2 separate regions of the Canis lupus genome follow, and region 2 is linked to region 1. The links are chromatin contacts, called in public Hi-C maps. All regions are on one chromosome and are shown on one strand. The core of a region is the stretch at or near the end of the contact, and the rest is flanking DNA. Distances in the headings are between cores, read along the strand shown. Region 1 overlaps NFIA (nuclear factor 1 A-type). Region 2 holds the start of NFIA (nuclear factor 1 A-type).

The links. A called contact is a pair of places that touch in the nucleus more often than the background predicts.
Region 2: a Hi-C map of skin fibroblasts shows a contact between it and region 1, with 2.6 times the contacts expected there. The contact joins the promoter of NFIA here to the enhancer-like site in region 1. A contact is called at or near these places in 2 of 9 Hi-C or Micro-C datasets (amygdala and skin fibroblasts).

Annotation. Positions count from the first base shown.
Region 1 is chr5:48,846,066-48,848,765 of UU_Cfam_GSD_1.0, reverse strand. The region is part of intron 11 of NFIA (nuclear factor 1 A-type); the gene reads left to right. Among named protein-coding and RNA genes, the nearest start is that of TM2D1, 220 kb to the right of the region's middle. Within about 2 kb of position 1,380, at least 6 of the 20 cell types and tissues checked have an H3K27ac peak or open chromatin away from gene starts, as enhancers often do.
Region 2 is chr5:49,210,211-49,212,910 of UU_Cfam_GSD_1.0, reverse strand. NFIA (nuclear factor 1 A-type) reads left to right here and starts at 1,425. Exons shown (of 12, transcript XM_038537347.1): 1 at 1,425-1,551. The coding sequence starts at 1,471. LOC102154089 (a long non-coding RNA gene) reads right to left here. Exons shown (of 3, transcript XR_005359684.1): 3 at 1,786-2,700.

The sequences.
Region 1 (2,700 bases), core at 131-2,630:
AGGATTGACTTCCCATTCAGGGGTGGGGGGCAAGGGGAAGCCTTGGTCAAGTAGCTGGGTTAATTGTCATGAAGATTAGTGTGATGTTGAAATAAGTACTAATGGTCAAATTACAGGAGTGAAAAAGTTTAAGAATAGGTTTTGGTTTGGGCCTGAAAGGGTTAATTAAGTTTTTTTCATGGGTTATTAAAGACCCCCAACCCATGCCTTCAGGAGTCATATTGACACCACACCACAGGGCAACTCGCTTCTCTATTGATATGTTGCTGGTCAGAGCACAATAGCCTTCTGTGTCTGAAAATCATTGCTAAAATCATCTCAAGGAAAAAAAAAGTTTGAAAGCTCTAACGGTAGACAAAAGCCCAAGAGCTGCAGTGCGCAGCTCAAAAACCCAGAGTCAGCAACTTCTATTGATTAAAAACTAACCTTTAAAGTAACTCTGAGAGTGTGTGGTTAGCATTTAAATTTAAACATGTCATGAGTTGATTTGTGTTACTGAATACCAACTCAGAAGGAGTAACATTCACATCGCATTTTTTTTCTAATTCCCTTAAGCAGCTAAAGTATTTCATGAAATGTCAATAGGGCAAAAAAGAAAAAGTGGAGGGGGGGGGAATGCTAGGCCTTGTGGTTTTCTTTCCCATGCAAATATTCACACACACACCCCCGAAAGAAAAGTGTGGAGAGTGAAACACAATAATTAGTCCTTTGTCTAACTTTCCCAAGTGCCAGAGAAAGACAGATTAATTAAATATACAACAGTGTTGGTTTTTGGAGTGGGGGTCTCGCTTGCCGTGTAGGTCATAAATTAGGCAGAATAAATACTTCAATGTGTTTGCAGTGGGCTTGCTACGTCAGAGCCACTGGAAGGTTGGTGGGAGGAGAGCGGAGGGTTTCTTGCTAATGATAGTCACGTCTGGGTCTGTCTGGTTGCTCTTAGCAACCAGACATGATGTAACACCAGGATGAACTTGAACTTGGGGGACTTGAAAAGAGAACAATAGACCAGAGCAATCAATAAAGCCTATTTCAGTGAAGGATTACAGAGCTGCTCTGGGGTAACCTTGTCGGCAAGGCGCACACTGAATAGTAAGATGTGTGAAGAAACTTTTTTTTTTTTTTTTTTTTTTGCTTTGCTTTTTAAGAGAAGTGCAGAGGCACTGCAGATTTTTGTAGTGCACTGAGGTTGTGTCCAGAAACTGTGGTATGGAAAACTGCTCCCCCTGCTGACTCACTGGGTCCCCCGTGTGTGCTTCAAGAGCTACTATGCAGCGTCAGATTGAAGAAGGCTGGAATTTCACCACCGACTTAGAAAGTGTGAGGACAGAAATGCCGTAAGCGTTACTCGCCGCACCCAAACTTGGATACTGTTTTGATAGCGAGAGATGAGACGGAGGCCGTAGCACGCACGGATCAGTGGGCTACTGGGAGAAGCCTCCTGGAAATACAGCTTGGGGCTTGCCACCCCTGTCCTTTCTCCCCCCACCCCCCTCCTTTTGTCCGGTTAGATTTAGGCCATTTGTATTTGCCAGGATGATTTCCTTTCGGGACACAAGAGGCTTTATTGTGTTCCTCCAAGCATGTGGTCAAAGAAGAATATCTAAAAGTTACACAGGATGAGTAGTTTTTCGATTCAGGCCTGGCTTTTTCAAGTCCTCTGGAAATCAGAGGTAGCTTGTGCGACCAGGAAATCTCATACCCACCTCCACGTAGCTATCATTTTGCCACATCCCCCTGGGATCAGAGGCTGTCCTTTACCTAGTTGAATCTCTTGGGCACCAATGAAAGTCTGACTGAACCCACTCAAATGTACCCCTTTCTGATACTGCCAACTCCATTTTCAGAGACATTCACTTTTGCTAGAAGTTGGTGATTTTTCTGTGAATGATGATGAATGTGGTGAATTTGGCAGGGCATCTCTAGGGAGAAGTTGGCAAAAGCTAAACACTTCTGTTTCACTTGAGAAACCAACTCTGATATTAGACCATAACTGGTCACTTTGGTTAGCCAACAGAGAAAGAATTGCCAGCATATAAAGTGATGTTATCCAAAGCCAATCACCTGAGGATTTTTGAAAGGAAAAGGTAACTGGTAACTGGGCCCAGCAGGCATATGGCAGGCTCTAAATAAGTGCTGATTGAACATAAACAAGAACAGAGGCTATGCAATGGCCTCATTTATGTCCTTTGGACATCATGGCAGTTAATAGGGTGAAATCTTGATCCCACTTGATTATTATATATCATTTTTGATAAATTATCTTAGAAACACTGAGCCAAAGGAGCATTTTACCTCATAAAATCTATCTCAGGCACACATAAAGGAAACTGGGTATCAAGGAGGTGCTGTGACTTGCCCAAATCCTGCAGAACTCTTCATACAGCACTTTTTCTACTTCACCGCCCCTATTTTTCTATCACTATTGATCATCTGCGCCTGTTCAGAGAATGTCACAATACCATCTTTAGTGCCTACATCTCATTGAAAAGGAGATGTGAAAAATCATCAAAGTAGACATTGATTGGCACAGGAAACCTCTTCCCTCACCCATTGTCCATTTATTCGACACTTCTTTGTTGAGAACCTTCTACTCCTGGCACTGTGCTGGGCACTGAGGGCTCAGTGACAAGATGATCAAGCTTCTTGCCCTCCTATAACTGCCCCCACCAGACTGCAAAACATATATATATATATATATAT
Region 2 (2,700 bases), core at 176-2,675, 360 kb before region 1:
AATTTTTATCAAGTGAGCTAAGCACACATTTTCCTGTAACTCAGTTATTCAGCAAAAAACATCCAAAGCTACTTAACTGACGCAAAGCAAACAAACGCAATAGCCCTGGTTGTGATGCTTTCCATTTAAAGGGACACTCCCTTCCTTTAGAGTCGCCTTCCCCGCACCACCACTGCACCAAGGGCTAGTCTGTTGTTTAAAACAAACACTTAAAAGGTTGACATTGAGATGGTATTAAAGAGCCTGGGTTAATGAAATAAGATGAATCAGTTAGGTGAAGCACTTAATGTTCCAATAATTACATTAACAGCCTCCCCCTCCCCATTTCAACCGTCCAAACCCAGCCCTTCTCTTGGGGCGATGGGATGGGGGGTGGGGGCGGGGGAGGGCGTCAAACTTTGTGGAATCCCGGTTTTGTAAGGATATTGACACAATAGATGCTTGGCAATTAAGCTAGAATTCCACTGCATCTCCCCCCTTTAAAGGGACAACTTTATTTTTGAGGGAGCCCACCTAACAATTTTATGTTCAGTCATCTGCAGAGAGCAGAACCGGCCGGGCTTTTCCTTTCGGAATCTAAAGTAGAAGCTTTATTTCACTGCAAGTTCTCTGTGACATTTTGCACTCTCGTGATTTAATGCACCAAAGAGGATCTTTAACTCTTGGTCTACACAGTGCAAATAAAGGTTAAATCTCTCACTAACCATCATGAACTAGCCTAATAACTCACGAGAGGCTATGGAAAAAGAAACCGAGAGAGCAGCTGTGCAGACTTGATTAAAACGTACAAAACCCGCACAACCGCAGGCAAAGGTCCTGCATCCTCACATAGTCCTAGTACCGGCTGCGAGGTCCGCAAGCAGGGGAACTTCCACCGCGCCAAAAACACGATCCTGCGAGCAGGGCCTAGTAACACTGGAGCTTTTCTTCCGAACGGTGTGCCGACCGGAGCCTGCGCTGAATCCCGGGGCTCCTATTGGCCACGCACCGTGGGGGAGGAGGAGACTGGCGGGCAGGGAGCCGGGAGGAGGGGAGAAGGGGGCAAGGCCTGGTCCCTGCCCCCTCCCCGCCCCCTCCGCAGGCTGCCGCCGGCGCCTAGTGCGTGGTTACTATGCAAATTGCAGCGATTGCGGAAATAAACAAGGGGGTAGGGAGAGGAGAGAGGGACTGCGAATCGATTGCAACTTCTGCAAAGTCTCGTACAATCCAAAGCACACAAGGCAAAACCAGAGAGAATCTGAGAACCAGCCAGCCCGGGTTGGATTGCTATCAAAAGAGGAGAGAGAGAGAGAGAGAGAGAGAGAAAGAGTGAGAGAGGCAGAGAGCGCGCATTGCAATTGCAAAAGCCTTCTGATTTGGAGTTAAAAAAAAAAAAAAAAATCTCCAAGAAGCCTGCAATTGGCCAACAGCTTTAAAAAAAAATCTCTTCCGGGTTTTCAACGGTTCCAAGTTTATTTAGATTTTTTTTTAATGCAAAAAAGGGGGACAACAAATGAAGCCATTCGTCTGAACATTTTAAAGTTTCTCACGTACTCTTTTTACATTGCAATGGTACGTGGTACATCTTAAACTTTCTATTTTGCGTTTATACGATGTGTGTTTTATAAACAACAATAATGGTAGAATGATTTTGTTTAATGGCTAAGACTTTAAAATTTCTCTGGCTTGCATATGCATTTAAGTGATTGCTGGGTGAATGTTTATTGTGATGGTTTTGTTTTAAAGACGTAGCTTTGTGGATGGCTTTTTTTTTTTTTTTCTATGTGCATCAGAGACCGGGTTTCCTTTTTTTTTTTTTTTTCCTCCCCGAGATTTGAAAAAATTGCTGAGCTTGACAGATTTTTTTCCTCCTAGCGCTTGCTCGGTTCCAGAAAGGGGGAAAAAAATCCTGTACGTGCTCTGTTCTGTAAAAAGACGTCTGGCCTCAGCAGTCAACCTAACTCGAAAAGAAATGTCTGGACCCGGAGAATAATTGACGATTCGATCCTCTAATCAATGGTACAACATGGGAGATTGACAAAAGCTTTATCCAATCGTGAGGAAGCCTGGGTGTACAATGGTTCTCAGTAGCCAGAGGGGGCGGGGCAGAAAAGATCTAAAGTTCTCTGCGGCTCTGAAGGGGATGGTGTGGTTCAAGCTGTCAAAGCTACAAGCTCTTCCGGATTTAGCAAGCACAATAGGAAAGAGTTTTTGAGTTTAAGAAAAAAAAAAAAAAAACTGGGGGAATTTTTGCATGAATTGTAATGCTTTCCTAATTGCCTTTCGGAGAAAGTTAGAAAAACTCTTCTAGGGAAATATTAACTTTGCATTAATTATTATTTTTGAATTCGGGGAAGCTTTTAACTGTTGTGCAAGGGGAGGTTCAACTTTTAAAAATGCGTGGCTTAAAAACTTGCCTGAACTATCCAGGACGGTACTGAGCTTTGGAAAGTCACATATTGGATAGGCAGCATTACAAACTTCCCTGGTTATCTTAGAAGCTTTGACTTTTCAAGTACTTTGCAGGAATAGGCAAGCCTCTCCTCCTGAACTCTAAACAGTAGTTTTAGGGGAGATAGAATGTTTCACAGGTGGATTGACAGCTGTTTTATACATTTGAAAGGAGGAAGGGGAGAAAGTGTTTTTTTCTCCACTCTTCTTGAATTCTGCTGTTTAAATATATGGTCGGTACCAAATAGGATATTAAGGCTGGCCAAGTTC